Linked DNA regions of Mus musculus: region 2 is linked to region 1. The links are chromatin contacts, called in public promoter capture Hi-C maps. All regions are on one chromosome and are shown on one strand. Each heading gives the region's core, a stretch centred on a gene start, on an enhancer-like site or on the middle of the called end of the contact. The rest is flanking DNA. Distances are from core to core; before and after follow the strand shown.

What was found. Promoter capture Hi-C pulls out the DNA fragments that hold promoters and counts their contacts.
Region 2: a promoter capture Hi-C map of liver shows a contact between it and region 1, with 3 times the contacts expected there. The contact joins the promoter of Pwp1 here to the promoter of Ckap4 in region 1. A contact is called at or near these places in 4 of 39 promoter capture datasets (cranial neural crest, hippocampal neurons and liver).

The regions. Positions count from the first base shown.
Region 1 is chr10:84,531,077-84,535,390 of GRCm38.p6, forward strand. It overlaps Ckap4 (cytoskeleton-associated protein 4), which reads right to left and starts at 2,812. Exons shown (of 2, transcript NM_175451.1): 1 at 2,371-2,812. The coding sequence starts at 2,790.
Region 2 is chr10:85,869,753-85,874,570 of GRCm38.p6, forward strand. Pwp1 (PWP1 homolog, endonuclein) reads left to right here and starts at 2,079. Exons shown (of 15, transcript NM_133993.3): 1 at 2,079-2,262; 2 at 4,526-4,584; 3 at 4,697-4,818. The coding sequence starts at 2,191.

The DNA.
Region 1 (4,314 bases), core at 1,562-4,061:
CAGAGCACTGCCTGATAAAGCCTGGGCAGGCCGAGCTCCTATTTAATCCCAGGTTGGCACTTCACAAATGGCTAGGAAGTTAATCAGATCAGAAACTATTACCAGTCCCCCAAGGAACCCAGTGTCTCCCCTTCTGAGGTCATGGGGTGTGTGTGTGTGTGCTTCTTTATGCACAAAGTGCTCATAACAGTTAAAATGTACTGGATGGATGTCTGTCCTTTTGACATGTGGGGGATGTCTGCTGTGTGGTGCGTGAATGCCAGCGACGGAATAATGGCTGCAACTCCATCCCTGCCTTTGTGGAGCCTTCTGGGGTAACAGTGGACAGGCCGGTGCTACTACTAATGGCTGACAGTCAACGGGGCTGTCGCAGGCATACAGAGGCCAGACACTGACTGCTCTCCCTGTTCACTTGTTTGTGTGTTTGTTTGTTTCTTTGACACAAGGTCTCTTACTGGAGCTGGAGTACCCCGATTTGGCTGGACAGGCCGGCTGGCAAACTCCAGAGATACCTCCTGTCTGTGCCTCCCCAACAATGGGATTCCAAGTGTGGACTTTTACACAGGCCCGAGAAATCTGAACCCATGTTCTTATGCTTTCACAGTAAGCACTTTACCAGCTGGGCTATCCCCAATCCCAGTTCTTACAAACCTTGATGGCGCCTTCCTCTTGCCTGGAGAATGAGAAACAGGCTCAAAGAGGAAAGCGATTTGCATACAGCTGTGAATGGGAAGGGGTAAAACCAACAAAGAGACCAAAAGGCAACATAGGAACTAACACCCATGTTCTTCAACCTGGATCTAACCACTTTGGGCTCAAGCTTCCAACTTCCCCTGTATTCTGTCACTGGAAGGCTAGCTACCTTCTGTCCTTCAGGTATAGTCGAGATTGTCCCCTTACCTGTATGGGGTCATGCCATCTCCTGATACTTCTAATGACCAGCCCTGTCCCACATACAAACCCACAAGCCCTTTCTTCTCAAAGTGTGCATAAGTTCCCCACCCCTGAAACCTACTTAGGATGCCACTTCACAAGCTTGATCTGCGCCTTTTCCTCCTCCATATCCTCCACAGGGCTCACGCACAGCCATACAACTATCAGGCTTCAATAAATATTATGACTGATTAGGAAGAGAGGAAACGGGCTAGCGATCAGACTCCCGCGGGGTGTCTGTGTTCTTAGGATGGTCTGACATTCAGCAGGCAGAGCAGAATCGCCCACTTCATTTCCCCAGCTAAGTCACCTCCCTTGGCCTACACCACTTCACAGGCTGACTCACTCCAGTTGCTCTTCCAGTCTTGAGAGGAAATTCCTAGTGGTGCACACTCAACAAAAAAGTAGGGACTTGGCAGGGCAAGCGGCATGCTGGGAAAGGAGGCCGTGGTTCCGGGCTCAGAAATGGCGGGATTTTTTGTTTCCGTCCAGCAAGTGCGTTTCATTGAGCAAGGATGTGGGTGGAGAGGATGGAGAAGGCACTAGAGGGAAGGGGGCTACACTTGGGCTGGAAGGGTAGAAACTGAGCAGTTTGCCATGAGAGTTGTCTGGTCATTCCTGAAACAGCTCGCTGGGGAATCCTTCCTCACGAATGGCCCACACTTTCTTCCACAATCTGCGACTCAAGCCAGCTGTGGTCTGTGTCAACTCACTTTGTGTCTCTTAAACCTCAATATTCGGGTCTGGAAAATGGAGTCAAATTTGTCAGCCCTCTCTTCCTCCCTCTAGTTAACTCTTTGAGTGAGGAAATAAAATACATGAATACGCTGTCTACACACCACATAAGTGTGATCTAATACTTCTGGCCTGTGTTTCCCCTAAAGCTGGAGTAGGCGACTTCAAAGGCCCACATGGGCTCCTTGGTCCAGCTAAGGACAAGGGACCTAAAGATAGACGTTTCATCTGAACTTAGCAAATGACTAAGCTCACTAGCTTCCCCCACCCCCACCCCCAAAACTCTAGGTCTATTAAAAACTGGCTCGGGTGACTCCTACTGGCATAGCCAAGGTGAAGTCTTGACTAGAGGCTTCCGGGGATGCGATGATTTCCCTTCCAGGCTCCTGTTCGGGCAACTCTGTCCATTCAACGGTTCCTAATGCAAAAAGAATGGGCTACGTAGAGCCTGCCGGCTTCCTTACAGGTCACCGCTAATGTCCTGTGACAGGCCCTTGGCCCATCCTCCCCCAATGGTCTGGCCATCCTCAGAGTCCGCTCCATCCCTCTCTGAGACCATTAACAAAGCGGGTCTGGGACCGCCCTGGCGACTAGGGCGCTGGGGTCCCAGCTCTTGCCACAGGGCCTGGGCAGGAAAGGACCAGGGCCCCTTCAGGGAGGGCAGGAGTAGAGTCCCGACCCCGCAAAAGCTGGAGTACCCACCTTCTGCTCGACGCCCTGCAAGCCCTGGCCCAGCTCATCCCTCTGACGGGAGAAGTCCTGGTGGCCACGCCGGACCTGCTGGACCTCCTCCAGGACGTGATGGACATACCAGCCCGAGAAGGCGGCCGCCGCCACCAGGGAGAGGTAGAAGAGAAAGTTGAGCACCCGGCCAAGCCTGCGCGAGCAGGACGCGGAGGACGCGTTGGCGGTGGCGGCTGAGGACCGGCCGCGGTGGCCGCCCCGGTGCGCCTGGTTCTGCGGGTGCTGCGGCGGGTGCGGCGCGGGAGGCTGCGGCTGCTGCGGCGCCGCCGGCGGCTTCTTCGCCACGTCATCCGCGCCGCCCGACGGGTGGGCGCCCTTGTCCGAGGGGCTCGCGGCGCCGTGGCCGCCCTTGGAGCCCCTTTGTTTGGCCGAGGGCATGGCGGCGGCGGCGGCTCGGCGGGATGGGCGAGCGGGGCGCGCGGCCCGGGACGCTGGCTCCGGCTCCCACGGGGACTGCGCGGGCGGCACGCGGGCGCAGCGGCGTCGGAGCGGCCGGGAACGTGGGGCGACGAGGAAGGAGGCCGGCCGCGGAAGGAGGAGGGGGCCTGGCTCCGCCGCCGCCGCGGCGCCGACCCCGCCTCCCGGGAAGGGAGGCCGAGCCCAGCCCGAGCGCCTGCCACGCAAGCGGGCCGCCGCCCCTCCTCCCTTCGCTGCGACCCCGCGGAGGGCGGGCGGAGCCCGGCGGGGCGAGGCTGGGCGCGGCTGCCCGGATGGCTGAGACTCCCAGTGCCCCGGCTACCCTCGAGAGGAGTCAGCGGGGTGGGGGTGCCTCCTGAGCACTGTGCTGAGCACGATCCCCACCCGGGCCGAGGGGGAGTGCTAGGGGGAGCGGAAAGCACGGTTCTGGAAGGTGGGGACAGGACGGGGGGGGGGGGGGTCAGACGCCCTACTTGCCCACCACTAAGCCGGGAACACCCCTCCTCTAAGGCCGCCCTGCAGCCGGGCCAGGCCTGTCTCTTCCCGAGAATTTTTGGGCTCGAAGGACTCTGCACCCAAGCACCTTGGGTATGGACTAGAACTTGTCCTAGGGAGCTGAGTTACTGAGTTATTGAGTTACTGAGTTACAGACCCTCTTTGCCTGGGCAGTAGACTGTATGCAACACCCCCAGGCCCCTTGGTTCTCTTTTCTTTTGGGGTATCATACAGTCTCTCCACAGCTCCAGTTCCTGACAGGCTCTGGGTTGAGTGTAGAGAAGCCATCAGCACCCTCACTTAGAGGGACACAGGTTGAGGTTGTCACTTCCACATTTGTAAAAAGAAATATAGCAGTGCCAGACCTGTGCTTATCAGCTGGTATGGGCTCTAAAATCCTCGCAAAAGCTTTGAACGGTTGAGATTACATTTGCCCATTTTATAGGAAACACACAAGGCTGAGCCTCGACCCCAACAGAATGCCTCAAGGTCCCACACAGCCGTGTTTTGAACCTTGGGCTGATGCTTCTGAAGCCCATGGGTGAGTCTTCACTCATGACTGGGAGGGAAACCAGAGCCCACCATCAGTGCAGATCATTGGTAATACCAATCTGGACCTTTTCCCCTGCACCTGGCTCCCGCAGTCCTAGTGTGTACTTCTGCGCGGCAGAAGTAGGGATGCTATTTCTTCTGTCTGTAACTTCCTCCCAATCTGCTTAGAAGGGGGAAAAAATTAGAAACAAAACTGGAATCTTCCCATGTTCAAATACCACCACTTCCATACTTTGGTGGTCACATGCCCGACAATACCCCTCTTGAGAAAAGTATTTTCGAGGAGACACTGAATGTGCAACTTTACAAGGGCAAAACTTTGCTGAAGGCCCACTGTGTGCCAGAGAGATGTCTGTCCACTGCTAGAGGCACCTTCCTCAAGGACAATCTTGTTGCTCCTCATTCTTTTCGTAAATCACCTTTAAAATCTGAATAGGC
Region 2 (4,818 bases), core at 829-3,328, 1.3 Mb after region 1:
TCCTGTCTGAAAGAATTACAGGGATGGAAATGGAGAGGAGCCTGAAGAAAAGAAGGTACAGTGACAGGCCCAAAGTAGGATCCAGCTCAAGGGGAGGTCCCAAGGTCTGACACTATTACTAGGCTATAGAGCACTCACATGACTGCCCTCCGGAAACAACACTCTTTACAATAGCCACGAATGATATAAAATATCTTGGTGTAACTGTAACCAAGCAAGCTAAAGACCTTTATGGCAAGAACTTCAAGTCCCTGAAGAAAGAAATTGAAGAAGATAACAAAAGATGGAAAGATCTCCCATGCTCATGGATTGGTAGGATAGTGAAAATGGTCATCTTAGCAAAAGCAATCTACAGATTCAATGCAATCCCACCAAAATTCTAATACCATTTTTTAGGGATCTTGAAAGAGCATCTCAACATAAAATCGGATACACTAAGAAGTCTCATAGAAGAGAGTGAGAAATACCCTTGAACACATTGGTATAGGAGACAATTTCCTGGACAGAATGCTAATGGCTCAGATTCTAAGATCAAGAATGGATAAATGGGACCTCATGAAACTACAAAGCTTCTGTAAGGCAAAGGACATTGTTATTAGGACAAATTGGGAAAGGATCTTCACCAACCATACATCTGACAAAGGGCTAGTATCCAAAATTTGCAAAGAACTCAAGAAGGCAGACACCAGCAATCCAAATAACCCAATTAAAAAATGGCGTACAGAGCTAAACAGAGAATTCTCAGAGGAATCTCAAATGGCAGGGAAGCACTTCAAGAAATGTTCAAAGTCCTTAATCATCAGGGAAATGCAAATCAAAACAACTCTAAGGTTCCACCTTACATCCATCAGAATGTCTAAGATAAAAAAAAAAAACTCATGAGATAGCATATGCTGGTGAGGATGTGGAGCAAGGGGAGCAGTCTTTATTGCTGGTGGGAGTACAAACTTATACAATCACTTTGGAAATCAACTTGGCAGTTTCTCAGAAAACTCAAGACCCAGCCATACCACTTCTGGGCATGTACTCAAGAGATGTTCCATCATCCCACAAAGATGCTTGTTCATCAATGTTCATAACAGTTTTATTTGTAATAGCCAGAAACAGGAAACAACCTAGATATCCCTCACCTGAAGAATGGATAAAGGCATGGTACATCTACACAATGGAATACTATTCAACTATTAAAACCTAAGGCATCATGAACTTTGCAGGCAAATAGATGGAACTTGAGAATATCATCCTGAGTGAGATAACCCAGTCCCAAAAGGGCATGCATGGTGTGTACTCAGTGATAAGTGGATATTGTCCATAAAATACAGGTACCATGGTCCACTTCACAGAACCAAAGAAACTAAACAAGAAGGAAGACTCAATCAAGGAAGCTTGAATCTCACTTAGAAGAGGGAATAAAATAGTCATAAGAGGCTGATGGAGGGAGGGAACTGGGAGAGAGGGGAAATGGGGGATTCAGGATCAGGCATGGAGAAGAACAGGAGAGATAGCTATATGGCCATGAAAATGAATGGAAATCTGCAAAGTGGGGGGAAACCTGCATCTCCAGGACGAGACAAAGGCCTGGGATAAGGGAGGCTCCCAAGAATCAGTGGGGGGTGACCTTAGCTGTGACTCTCATTGGGGATGTGGAACCTGAAGAGGCCATCTCCTGTATCCAGAATGGAACTCCAATAGAGACACCAACCCACCCACAAAACTTTCAACTCAAAATTTATCCTGTCTACAAGAAATGCTGGCATAGGGGAGGGAGCAGAGACTGAGTGAATGGCCAACCAATAACCATTTCAACTTGAGACCCGTCCAGTGGGCAAGCACCAATCCCTAACACTATTAATGAAACTCTGCTATGCTTGCAGACAGAAGCATATTGTTCTCTGAGAGGCTCCCCCCAGTAGCTGATTCAGACAGATACAGACACAGCCAAACAGTGGATGGAGCTTGGGAACTCTTATGGAAGAATAGGAGGAAGGAGATAGAAACTCCACAGGAAGCAGTCGTAGATTTGCATACGGCCCCGCCCATCTCATGCAAATTCCCCTCCCCTTCCCCTTGGCGCCTGCGAGTGACGTCAGCGAGCGCCCGCGCCTGCGCGTTGTTCCCCTCCGCGGAGCTCAAGAGTAGTGTCTCCCAGCTCCCAGGGCTCCAACCTGCGCCGGGTTCAAACCGAAGATCATGAACCGCAGCCGCCAAGTGACCTGCGTGGCCTGGGTCCGCCGCGGCGTGGCCAAAGAGACTCCAGACAAGGTGAGGCCTGTGTATGGGGAGATGCCACGGCATGGCCGTGGGCTCGGCCCCGTCTGGGGCAGCACGCGCCCAGCAGGAGCCACGCGATGGGACCTGCCAGGTTGGCCGGGACTGTAGCCATGTGAGGTGTGGCTCCGGTGACCCGGGCGAGCAGAGACCGCGCGCCCCTTCCCTGCCCGGAGCGGGAACCCCGATCCCATCCCTGAGATGCACGAACACGTGGACTTTTTGTGCACTGGGAAGGGGCGGGGGTGTTTGCTTGTTACGAGTTTCTTACGGTGATCCGGATAAAACGTTATGGGGCAGAGAGAACAAGGTGTCAGTGTAACACAGTATGAAGGAAGTTGTACAAAAGCTGGAGACCGTGGCAAAGGAAGCCGGTTACTCAGGCGGTTTTGTTCATTACACAGTGTTTTCTGCAAGCCAAGCGGAGCCTGGAGTTCCGGGATATGTTGGAGCGATATAGGGCAAAGCCCTGTTCTTGACTTTCGGGATGTCAGGGGTTGTAAGTGTCCTAAAAGAAGTGAAGGGGTTGCTATGGGTGTAATTGTCTGAGTAGTGACAACTCGATATGTGATAGACGTGGGAGTGGCCTCGACATGAATTTACATGCGGTGAGGGATGGAAATACTCCTTATAGGTGTAAATTCTACCAGAGTGCAGGTAGTGTTTAGTCACTGTTTTCTCTGGTGTTTTGCCAACAGCAAGCAAGCAGTGTATATTTATAGGATAGGGACAACACTTGCCTTATTAAAAATTCTCCAAAAGAAAATTGTTTTCATTTTAAAAGGGCCATACACAGCTTTCGAAGTATTAAGAGAGTCTTAAAAATCCCTAGTTGTCATGCCCCAACCCCAAGCAATACAAATACCTTTGTGTGTGTGTATGTGTATGTATGTATGCCCATGTTCATGTGTTTGTGTATGTGTGCGCTGTCTGATTGAACCCAGCGTTAGTCAATCGAGATAGAGTGGCTGGCCAAGGCACCAGAAATTCTCGTCTCTGTAGTCCCTAGTGCTGGGATTACAGGTGTCCCCTACACTACACCCAGCTTTTGAGTGGCTTCTGGGATGGAACTTAGATCCACATGCTTGCTCAACAAAAGCTTTACCGACTGACCTCCGGCCTTCCCCGGAGTTTTTCAGTCTTTAATTTCTGGATCTTTCTCAGGCAGAATTGAATGTCATTCTCAGGGAGATTCTTGTTATCTCAACGTTTTTTGTTGTTGTTTTGGAGACCAGGTCTCACTCTGTAGCCCGCTGTGGCCTCAGACTTATGGCAATCCTCCCGTGTCAGCCTCCTAAATACTAGAGTTATAGGTGTGAGCCACTGAAGATCTGGAGGCTCTTTAGTAGAAACTGAGCCGTTGATTTACCTTCATGTGGAGTGTTGCCATTATGGCCAACCCACACTGCGGGCTTAAGTAAATAAACAATACCCAACTAGTGTTGGCCTTTACAAGCTTAATACAGAAGTGTTAGGTCTGGTCTGGTCTGGTCTGGTCTTTTCTCCAGACAGGGTTTTTTCTGTGTAGCTGTTCTGTAACTCACTCTGTAGACCAGGTAGCCTTGAACTCAGAGAGATCCGCCTGCCTCTGCCTCCCCTGGGATTAAAGGCATGTGTTCCACCCCACCCCCCACCCCCACTGCCTTCTTGTTATGTGCCTTAAAGGTACTGACTCACTATTTAGGTGAGGGAATGCCAGTTTTGAAGAGAGTGGCCTTAGTTTTGAACTTCATTAGAACAAAAGATAGCCAAATGGGAAATGTTACTGGAAGTGGGGAAAATAGAGCTGGAATTCAAGGTTGGAATGGGTGGAGGAAGATGGGGGTTATTAGTTCCCAGAAAGAATCCATTTACATTGGGCAGTGATGCTAGGGGAAAAAAGGCAGAGGACGGATGTTCTATGGTTTGATAGCCAGAGAGGGAGGTGCCCTTGGAGTCTGAGATAGTTGGAAGAAACATGGCGACCACAGGTCTGTCTATTTTACAGAAGCCAGCCTATTTGAATATTGAGGAAGGCAGAGGAGCAGAGTGAGCACGGCTGCTAACAGTGGTAGGTGGGCGGAGTCTGATTTGTACAAAGGATTCGTACAGATCCGATTTGTACAAGCTCTGCCTCCTTAAGTTTAGAGCCGACATGTATGAGATTTCTTGATGGCTCTTGAGGTTGGAGTTAACATTTGCTTGAAGACTCAGTTCAAAGGCTTCTAATGATGTCCATAAATATGCGCTAATGCTCGAAGTGTTTGCTCCCTTGTAGGTAGAGCTAAGTAAAGAGGAAGTGAACCGTCTCATCGCTGAAGCAAAAGGAAAGTTGCAGTAAGTCATTTCTAATAGATTCAAAGTGTTGCTGACTGTGGTGAAATCTGTCATGTGCCTGGTTAGGAGGTGCCATCAGGGTGACATCTTTTCCCTTTCTGTCTTCACTCAGAGAAGAAGGTGGGAGTGAAGAAGAGGAGGCAGGCAACCCTTCAGAAGATGGCATGCAGAGTGGCCCGACCCAGGCACCGCCTAGGGAGTCCCTGGAGGATGGGGATCCACAAGATGACCGCA